Linked DNA regions of Mus musculus: regions 1 and 3 are each linked to region 2. The links are chromatin contacts, called in public ChIA-PET and HiChIP or PLAC-seq maps. All regions are on one chromosome and are shown on one strand. Each heading gives the region's core, a stretch centred on a gene start, on an enhancer-like site or on the middle of the called end of the contact. The rest is flanking DNA. Distances are from core to core; before and after follow the strand shown. Region 1 holds the start of Tbl3 (transducin (beta)-like 3). Region 2 holds the start of Kctd5 (potassium channel tetramerisation domain containing 5). Region 3 holds the start of Zfp598 (zinc finger protein 598).

The links. ChIA-PET counts read pairs in DNA pulled down with a chosen protein or histone mark. HiChIP or PLAC-seq counts read pairs in DNA pulled down with a chosen protein or histone mark.
Region 1: an RNA polymerase II ChIA-PET map of memory CD8 T cells shows a contact between it and region 2, with 12 read pairs. The contact joins the promoter of Tbl3 here to the promoter of Kctd5 in region 2. A contact is called at or near these places in 1 of 39 promoter capture datasets (pre-B cells) and 1 of 115 datasets of contacts at active chromatin or transcription factors (memory CD8 T cells).
Region 3: an HNF4G HiChIP or PLAC-seq map of pancreatic cancer cells shows a contact between it and region 2. The contact joins the promoter of Zfp598 here to the promoter of Kctd5 in region 2. A contact is called at or near these places in 1 of 39 promoter capture datasets (pre-B cells) and 1 of 115 datasets of contacts at active chromatin or transcription factors (pancreatic cancer cells).

What each region holds. Positions count from the first base shown.
Region 1 is chr17:24,706,149-24,709,264 of GRCm38.p6, forward strand. Tbl3 (transducin (beta)-like 3) reads right to left here and starts at 1,505. Exons shown (of 22, transcript NM_145396.4): 1 at 1,376-1,505; 2 at 1-18. The coding sequence starts at 1,416.
Region 2 is chr17:24,071,759-24,074,843 of GRCm38.p6, forward strand. It overlaps Kctd5 (potassium channel tetramerisation domain containing 5), which reads right to left and starts at 1,727. Exons shown (of 6, transcript NM_027008.2): 1 at 1,419-1,727. The coding sequence starts at 1,670. Pdpk1 (3-phosphoinositide dependent protein kinase 1) reads right to left here. Exons shown (of 14, transcript NM_011062.4): 14 at 1,922-3,085.
Region 3 is chr17:24,668,284-24,671,353 of GRCm38.p6, forward strand. It overlaps Zfp598 (zinc finger protein 598), which reads left to right and starts at 1,404. Exons shown (of 12, transcript NM_183149.2): 1 at 1,404-1,690. The coding sequence starts at 1,475.

The DNA.
Region 1 (3,116 bases), core at 255-2,754, 630 kb after region 2:
TTTCGCTCAACAGCATAGCTGGGAAGAGAACAGGATGCTGAGTGATGGCCTAATGTCCTTGCCCCAGTGCCCCCAGACCACTGGGTGCTCTCCCAGAGATGAGACAAATGCTTGCCCTTGCTGAGCGCCCAGGCAGCAGCAGGAACCCGGGGGTGAAAACCAAGCATCTCCGTGGGAGGATGTTTCACATTATGGAGAGGCTGAGATGCATGCCCCAGTGGCTCTCATGGGGTCATCAGACAGGTTGAAGAGATGGGCCTGACTCAAGGTGAAGGAAGCCCAACAGCCCAGGCTTCAGCACTGAGGTCTTTTGGGGGCTCTCTACTAGTTGTGGGAGGCCAGGAATAGTAACATACTCTCAAAGTCTTGACCAGTAGGCCCAGCATGCCACCCCACTCCTCCAGCCTCAGTGTCATTTGGTTTCTCCCGACTAACAGTGACTTCTGGGATCTGACTAAAGCTGCCCTCTTTTCCACTCCCTCTACTGCTTTGGTCCAAGCCGATGAAATTTTCTGGGAGGTAATGGCGGTGGCCATTGCAGTCTCCTCAGTGAGTTTCTTACCAGCGCTTTCATCTCTGTTGTCTAATGACTTCTAAAACAACTGAGGGGTGTCTCTGCAGTGCCTAAACTTCCCCTTCTTTCACACCTCACATGCTTTTGTGACATTACCCTGCCTGGCCCAGAAGGACTTTTGCCTGCCTTCCTTTCTTTCTTTTCTTTTCTTTTTTGTTTGTTTGCTTTTTGAGACAGGGTTTCTCTGTGTAGCCCTGGCTGTCCTGGAACTCACTTTGTAGACCATGCTGGCCTCGAACTCAGAAATCCGCCTGCCTCTGCCTCCCGAGTGCTGGGATTTAAGGCGTGAGCCACCATGCCCAGCTTTGCCTATCTTTCTTAATAGTCAACACCACAGCGTCACTGCTCCTGGCCCAGGCACTATAACAGGTCATTTGCTTCTGCCCTCTATTTGGGCTGGGCTGGGCTTTCCAAATTCAAATGCTCTGCCCTCCAACCTCCTAAGTCCAGTCCGTGGAAGTCTGCCCATCAAAATAAAAGCAGCGTCGGAGACTCTGCAACCAGTTAACCCATCAACAGAGATGCTGTCAGCACCGAGGCTTTTCTTTGCAAGAGCTCCCTTGCCATAATCCATTCCACTCAGTGACAGATGGAAATTAGTTATCTGAAAACTGCACACTATGAATAAAGGCAGAGCCTCTTCCTATCTTAGCACTAAACAGCAGCTGTTCACAGGGGAACTGACTGAGCTCAGGACTCAGAGCCCCCGCTATCACAATGAACACCCCTCCTAAACTCCTGGCTCCCTTTTCCGGTTCCTCCCCATTTCCCTTCGGGTCCGCGCCTCCTCCGAGGACTTACTTGGCTTTGAAGCGGCACAATCCCGCCGCAGTCTCGGCCATGTCCCAGGGCAGCGCCTCCAAGTTCAGCAGCCTTTCTCCCCGCGTGAACCGGCCAGTGTGCTACTCTGTACTTCAAGGCACGCGGTGATGACGTCAGGAGCCGCAACTCCTTGACGCCATCAACATGCGCGCCGGGAGACCGGCTGCTGCCACTGGGAGTGGGAGCCGAAGGCATATCCAGTGTGGATGCTGGCAGCTGGCAGTAGAACGTCTTATTTACTGTTTTCATTTGGGTCTGTTTTCCTTTCCTTTCCTTTTTCCTTTCCTTTCCTTAACTGTCCTGTCCTTTTTTTTTTTTTCTTTTGGTTTTGTTAGACAAGATGTCTTTTACAACAACGGATTGGTGTCTCGGCGGTGCTTAAAGCTTCCCCTATCGCCGGGCGTGGTGGCGCACGCCTTTAATCTCAGCACTGGGGAGATCGAGGCCAGCCTGGTCTACAAAGTGAGCTCCAGGACAGCCAGGGCTATACAGAGAAACCCTGTCTCGAAAAACAAAAACAAAACAAAACAAAACAAAACAAAAAAAGCTTCCCCTATCACATGCTTCTGTAGATCTTGTCCAGGACTTTCGCCTCTGTGCCCCGCCCCCAACCCGATGTGTGTTTGTGTGTGTGTAACTGTCTGTCTGTCTCGCTCTCCTTTCCTCCTTCCCTCCCTCTCCCCCCACTCCCTTTTGTGTTTTTCGAGATACAGATTCTCTGAAGCACTGGTTGTCCTAGAACTCGTTCTATTGAAGATCTGCTTACTTCTACTTCGCGACTGCTGGATTTAAAGGCGTGTCCTTCCGGCTTGTTTTCTTTTCATTAAAAATTAATTTGTAGCCGGGCGTGGTGGCACACGCCTTTAATCCCAGCACTCGGGAGGCAGAGGGAGGCGGATTTCTGAATTCGAGGCCAGCCTGGTCTACAAAGTGAGTTCCAGGACAGCCAGGGCTATACAGAGAAACCCTGTCTCGAAAAACCAAAAAAATAAAAATAATAAATAATAAATAAAAAATAATAATAATTTGCAGGGCTGGAGAGATAGCTCAGTGGTTAAGAGCATTGGCTGCTCTTCCCGAGGTCCTGAGTTCAATTCCCAGCAACCACATGGTGACTGACAGCTGTTTATAATGTGATCTAATGTCCCTTTCTGGCATGCAGATGTATATGTAGATAGAGCACTTTATAAATAAATTTTAAAATTAACTTGCAGGCTGGAGAGGGCTCAGTGGTGAAGAGTGCTGACTGCTTCTCCAGAGATCCTGAGTTCAATTTCCAGGAAACACATGGTAACTCACAAACATACATAATGAGATCTAGTGCCCTCTTCTGTCCTGCAGTCGTACATGCAGGCAGAACACTGGTTACATAAATAAATCTTAAAAAGAAAATTAATTTACACTCAGTAAGCTGAGGTAGGTGGATCTCTGAATTCAGGGTCGGCCTTGTCTATAGCATAAGTTTCAGCACAGCCAAGGCTACACAGAAAAACCCTGTTTCGGGAAAAAAAATGATTAAGGAAGAGTCTGATTATGTATTCAGTTAGTTTTAGGCTGGTCTGGAATTGTGTGATAATCTAGACTGGCTTCAGGCTCAAGCTCTTTCTGTTTCAGCCTCTCTGATACCCTCAAGTTATCATTTAGTGTGTGTGTGTGTGTGTGTGTGTGTGTGTGTGTGTGTGTGTGTGTGTGCGCGCACGCGCGCGCGCCACACATCTGC
Region 2 (3,085 bases), core at 477-2,976:
TAAAATGAAGAGATATATTTGACTTTAACTATGCTGAAGTCAAACAGCCCTATATACCTTGTTCCAGTGCTAAGTAAGCAAAAAGACACCAGAAGCCAAGGGCCAAGGCTGACTTAAAATCTGACTTAATACACAAGACAGGGATGCTTGGGTAGAAAAACAAGAATGACTATAAATGCCTACTGTTTGAAAAACCAATCGTAAAGTACACACCCTCACTATAAAAAGGAAACAGCACTGACAAAAGCCTATTTCTATCTGTCAGACTTCTGCCATTTTCTAGAAGGCAATCCTCTAAGAGTGAAGAGATTTGGTCAACTCAGTAATGGTAACAGCTGGGAGGAAGGATATGAAGAACTACCATAGTAGTATCTCAAACTCTAACTTCTTGATTATTTTGCAGTAACTCAAGAGTTCATTTCCTGGTCATAATGCCAGGCCTCCCTCACTGAGAAGGTGCTCTGTTAGGCCGTTTAAAGTGCAATGGGCTCGATCTTTCTGGAAAACCTCCTGAGTAGTCACTTTCAGGCTGGCAAGGCACAAAATCAAGCACCATCATGTAGGCTGAACCAGAAAACTCAGTTAGTACAAGGCTAATAAACTGCCTAGGGGGAAAGGGGAGTGAACGATTTGTTCCTAAGTTTCAATCCTGCACAATACTAATTTTTCAGTATGCAGTACGACACACAACTTTTGTAATGATAATAATTGAAATACTTTCTATTACCACAGGTATTAACAGTATTAGCGTTTAATTAAATTAAAGATAGACAAACCACAAACTAAGCTGGAAATCCCTACCCTTTTCAAAGGCGGTGGGGAAATGAAGTCTGAAAAGGAGATGGAAAAAGATTCTCTACCTGGTCTCTTTCACAACCCTAAGATTTTTTGACACCTGGCCCCGAACATGAATTCAATACAAATAATTCATTTATTAGAATTAAACTGACACCTTTGAACATTTCTACTCAGGTGGTACCTTCTAAGAGATGCCGTGCCTGTCCTTATGAATGAGAAGGATAAAGCACAAACTCTGCAAATCACTGGAAAAAGGGTAGTCACTGTGTCAACCCCCATGGCCTACGTTAATTTAGACGTCTGGAATGTGAAAAGACCAGATGAATGCAAAGGGTTCTCAGGTTCCAAAGCCAGCAAATAGTTGGGCGGTGGTGGTCACACACCCTGGGCAAAAGAATCTGGGGAGAAGAAAGTAGGGCCACAGCAAAGCTTGGGTCCTTCTCGACCGAAGAGCATGAAAGAAGAAAGAGGCACTGTTAAACCAAAGGGCCGAGGCAGGTGGGTACCAGAGTGCCATCCTCCCTCCGGCCCGCTCCGCCGGGCGCCCTCATTGTGAAGAGGTGTGTGTCGCGAGTGGCGACTAGGGCGGCCAGACCCCTGCTGACCCGCGAGGCCCTCACCTTGTCCGAATCTAGGTCGGGGTCCGCCTGGCACAAGCGGTACAGGAAAGACTTCGGGTCCCGGCACAGCGTCTGCCGGGTGGTGAGGAAGTAGGTGCCGCCGACGTTGAGCCGGACCCACTTGGACACGCCACCGGGGCGCTGAGCCAGGGCGCCCATCCCAGCGCTGCAGCGGCGGCACAGGCCGCCCCCCAGCCCCGCCCCGAGGCCGCTCGGAGCCGGCGGCAGCAGCTCGCAGTGATTCTCCGCCATGATCCTAACAAGCCCCGCCACAGCGGCCCTTCGCCGGAAGCGTCCGTTCTTTAATACAGCCCCCCTGAGTTGTCCCGCCCATAGGTACGCCCCAATAAAGTGCCCGCCCAGGGCTCATGTGCAAGGCGGAAGTTCCGGCTCGAAAAGCAGGCCGGAGATTACCACTTCCGGCCGGAGCAAGTCTCGGGTTCTCACGAGCATCCTCGGCTCAAGCTCCGCCCCTACTCAAAGAGGCTCCATGGCAAACAAAGTGTACACTCTACATGCTTTTATTACAAGACTACCGAGCATACGAGGGAAATCCATCATCCGGTAATTACATCTAAAGCACAGATATTTGAAAAAAACAAAAAAAAGAAAAGTTGTTTCATTAAATTATATGATTAAACCATGACCAAATAGAAAATTTATATAATAAAGCCAGGAAAAAAGTTGTAAAATATAGTTTACAATAATTATTCACACTCAAGGCTGTACATCAATACATACAACAACGTGGCCCCAAACATGAATTCAATCCAAATAATTCATATATTAGAATTTAAATAACACAGACTGAACTAGAGGCCGACAATAGCCAGCAAATAACCTTATATAAGAATAAAAATACAAAAGTGTATATCCCAGTATCATTGCATTATCTGTTTTCATAAGTATTTTTAATTTTTCCTTTGCCTGTACATCACAGTTACAGCTACAGAACAGGTAGAGAATATTACACATGTTCTAACTGACTGCCACCAACCTGAATGACAGCAATTCATCCTACTGTACGTGGCTAATGGACCAGCCGCAGCAGCTCTAAATACTGTAACAGTTTTTAATTTGCACATGTCCAATCACACTATGGTCGTGGCTTTAACCTGCACAATGACCTACTTGTAGTCATTAACCCAGATGATTAAACTAGGGTGGACTACATGGGGAGGGAAAATTTTGCTATTTGTAAAAACTTTTGTTCAGTTTGGATTCTTCATATGGAAGAAATGAGTTACAGGGAATTTTCAGGTATTCATATTGGTTAATTCATTTGCTTACTGCTGCAAAAGTGCTTTTGACAGAAACAGCTTCCCTCACATTGCAGGCCATTTTTCCACATTCTGACTTATAACCCTGAAGTGTTAGGCCAGAAGCTAGGTATCTTCAGAGGTTCTGAGAGTGGTTCCAGCCCTGTTCAATGTCAGGGCCCTTGTCTTACCTTCTACCCACGAGGTGCTACACCCACTGGCATCAGCACCAGTTTATGTTGGGTTTTGCATTAAAACAAATAGAAACGTGTATAGGAGTATCTTCACCATATTCAGAGTTGCTGTGGCCTCCCAAGTCTCAGATGAACACCCCAGGTCTATAGAACAATGGGGAGAAGCCTTGAGGCAGAGGAGGGCAGGAAACTGATTTCTACACATCTCCAGCCC
Region 3 (3,070 bases), core at 154-2,653, 600 kb after region 2:
GTGCCTGGTGCCCTCAGAGACCAGAAGATATTAAACCTCCTGGAACTGGTTGTGAGCCTTCATGTGGTGCTGGGAATTGAACCTAGGACTTCTGCAAGAAAAGCTAGTGCTCTTAATTGTTGAGCCATCTCTCCAGTCCTCCATTTTAACAGATTTTTTTTTTTTTGAGACAGTGTCTCACTTCTACGTAGCCATGGCTGGCCTGAAACTATGTTGACCAGGCTGACTTCAAAACTTACAAAGTCTATGCCTGTGAGTGCTAGGATGAAAGGTATGTGACCACACCCTGTCATTTTAACAATACTTAGCCCTGCCCAGTTGCCTAAGAAAGGTAAATCCCCCTATCTGTCCGAAGATGGCAAATGTAGCCCGGTCTGCTTTACATAGTTGGTATGGCGACCCCAGTTTTACAAATGAGGTTATAGGCTTCAGTGGGGCAACCTAGTTCAGAAGCATGTAAGTCTAGGTACCAGGATTAGGGGTTTAAGTCATTTCTGATTCTAGCTAGCCATAGGCACTCTGGGGTCACACACACAATATACTGACTCTTTCTAGAAAGGGTTCAGATTTGGACCCATCTCGCTTCATCAGAAATCCGGAGACCGCCCAACAGCTGCAGACTTGAAGCCTCCGGTTCACTACTATCCACTCAAGCACCTCTGGGTGCTTCCCTTTCCTACATACTATGTCTGGCTGGATGTGTCTGTCTTACAACCAAGAAAACACGAGGTCCCTTCTCTAGTGGGATTGGGTGAGAATGTCTGGATGTCCTGATGTCAGAGGCTTATGTTCCAAACACAAGAGAGGTGCAGGGCTATAGAAAGGTTCCTAAAAATTTGTCGGATTCAGTCATTACTAGCTGAATTACTTATGTATGTATTTTGTGCTGGGAATGGAACCTAGGCACGGTAGGCAAGTCTCTGCCACTAAGCTATGTTCCCAGGACATCCAGTGAAATTTGCATTTAAGATACAAACATACTACATACTACGTCCAAGTAATGTTTGTGTGATACTTAGCTTAAGACTGATCGAGCCGGGCATAGTGGCGCATGCCTTTAATCCCAGCACTTGGGAGGCAGAGGCAGGCGAATTTCTGAGTTCGAGGCCAGCCTGGTGTACAGAGTGAGTTCCAGGACAGCCAGGGCTACACAGAGAAACCCTGTCTCGAAAAACAAACCACAGTTCGTGTTTTATCGGAAATGATGCTGGAAACCCTGTAGCTCCTCCGGCGTTTCCAGAGCTTGCGTCGGCGAAGGCGGAGAGACTCCGCATTTAAATGACTGGAAAGGCTTGAGCAGCAGTCATGAGCGAATGGCAGCTCTGTACAACACCAGGCCCGGGCGGAAGTCGCAGTGCGCACTTCCGCCAGGCGGGCGGTTGCCTGAGGGCAGTGACGTCGACGGAAGGGGCGGGTCCGCCGGGAGCCAGGCCGCGCTGTGCCGCGCCGGCCAGGAGGGGGCCGGAGCCCGGCCATGGCGGCGGCGGCGGGCGCCGAGGGGCGGCGCGCGGCTCTGGAGGCGGTGGCAGCGCCGGAGCGGGGCGGCGGGAGCTGCGTGCTGTGCTGCGGTGACCTGGAGGCTACGGCGCTGGGCCGCTGCGATCACCCGGTGTGCTACCGGTGCTCTACCAAGATGCGGGTGCTGTGCGAGCAGCGCTACTGCGCCGTGTGCCGCGAGGAGCTGCGCCAGGTGCGCCAGCGGGGCGCGCGACGGGGCGCGGGGAGGGCGGACTCCTGATGGCTTTGCCTGCTCGGTGTCCGGCCGCGGCCTGGCCTCACCCGCTCCCTCCGGAGGCCGGGTGGTCGGTCGGGGCGCCATGCGATCACCGGGCCTCCTGGGGCTGGGAGAAGCCAGAGGCGGCCGGGCTGGGGAAGGAGGAGCGATGTCTGTGGGAACTCTAAGCCTGGGGACTTTTCCCTATGACCTGGCTGCGGGAAGGGCAAGGTCAGGTCGAGAGCCCTCCTGTCTGTGAATCTTAATTTTTTCGGGATCGTCACTGAGGAGGAGCAGACAGCCAGGGGGAACCTCCAGACACTGTCTATTCTGGAAGCTGACTGCTCTGGAAAAAAAGGGTTAAACTGGACATTTCCAGACTAGTTGGGCTTCTGGGCCCCACCGGTGATCCTTAGCTCCTGAGACAGCGTTTCCATTTGTAGAGTGGAGGTGATACCAGGACCTGATTCCTAGGTGCTTGGTGGTCCACAATTTTAGGAAGTTTTCCTCCTCGTTACTAGTTCTAGCTTTGAGGCTTCCTTCCAGAGTGGTGGGAAGAGGATGTTTCTGGCTGTCTAGACTTGGAAATCCCGAAGGGGGTCAGAGGACTCCAGCAATGCCAGCCTTTGATGGGGAGTATCCAGCTGAACCTCCCTTGGTTTGCTGCCCGTAGAGATCTGTTTGCTTCCAGAATTGTGAAATTACCTTGGTTGGTTCGTGGAAGGTTTTGGCTAGTGGCTTCTGCCAGGGAATCACCCTTTCCTGTTCTTAGAAGTGATGCAGAGATAGAAATGATGCCAAAATTTTGAGTTTTTTTTTTTTTTTTTCTTTTCTTTCTGACCTTTTTCTTTCTCGTTGAGATAGGGTCTCACTATGTAGTCCTGGCTGGCCTGGAACTTGTTATGTAGAACCAGTATCTGCCTCCTGATTTCTGAGATTAAAGGCAGTGCACCACCATATCCCGTATTTGAGACAGGGCCTGTAGCTCTGGCAGTCCTGGAACTCATTCTCTAGACCAGACTGGCCTTGAAGTCACACAGATCCACCTGCCTCTACCTCCTGAGGGCTAGGTCATTCTCCACCATACCCAGCACACCCAGCTTTTCTTTCTTGATATTTATGTCAAAAGACTCAGCTGGAATCTGGAACATTCCCTAAGCATCTATGTCATACTGGGGAAGAGGGACTAGAAGACCCCAGACATAGTGTGGTGGAAGGAGCCTTACCCTACTGGATGAGATCTGGGGTTTAGAAACATCTCTGGAAGCTTTTGGCTGGTGTCCTACTCAGGGTCTTGCTGGGGCTTTGCTGGCCAGTCGTGCACACGCTGATGGGAAGGTCTGACACGGGTTTTGA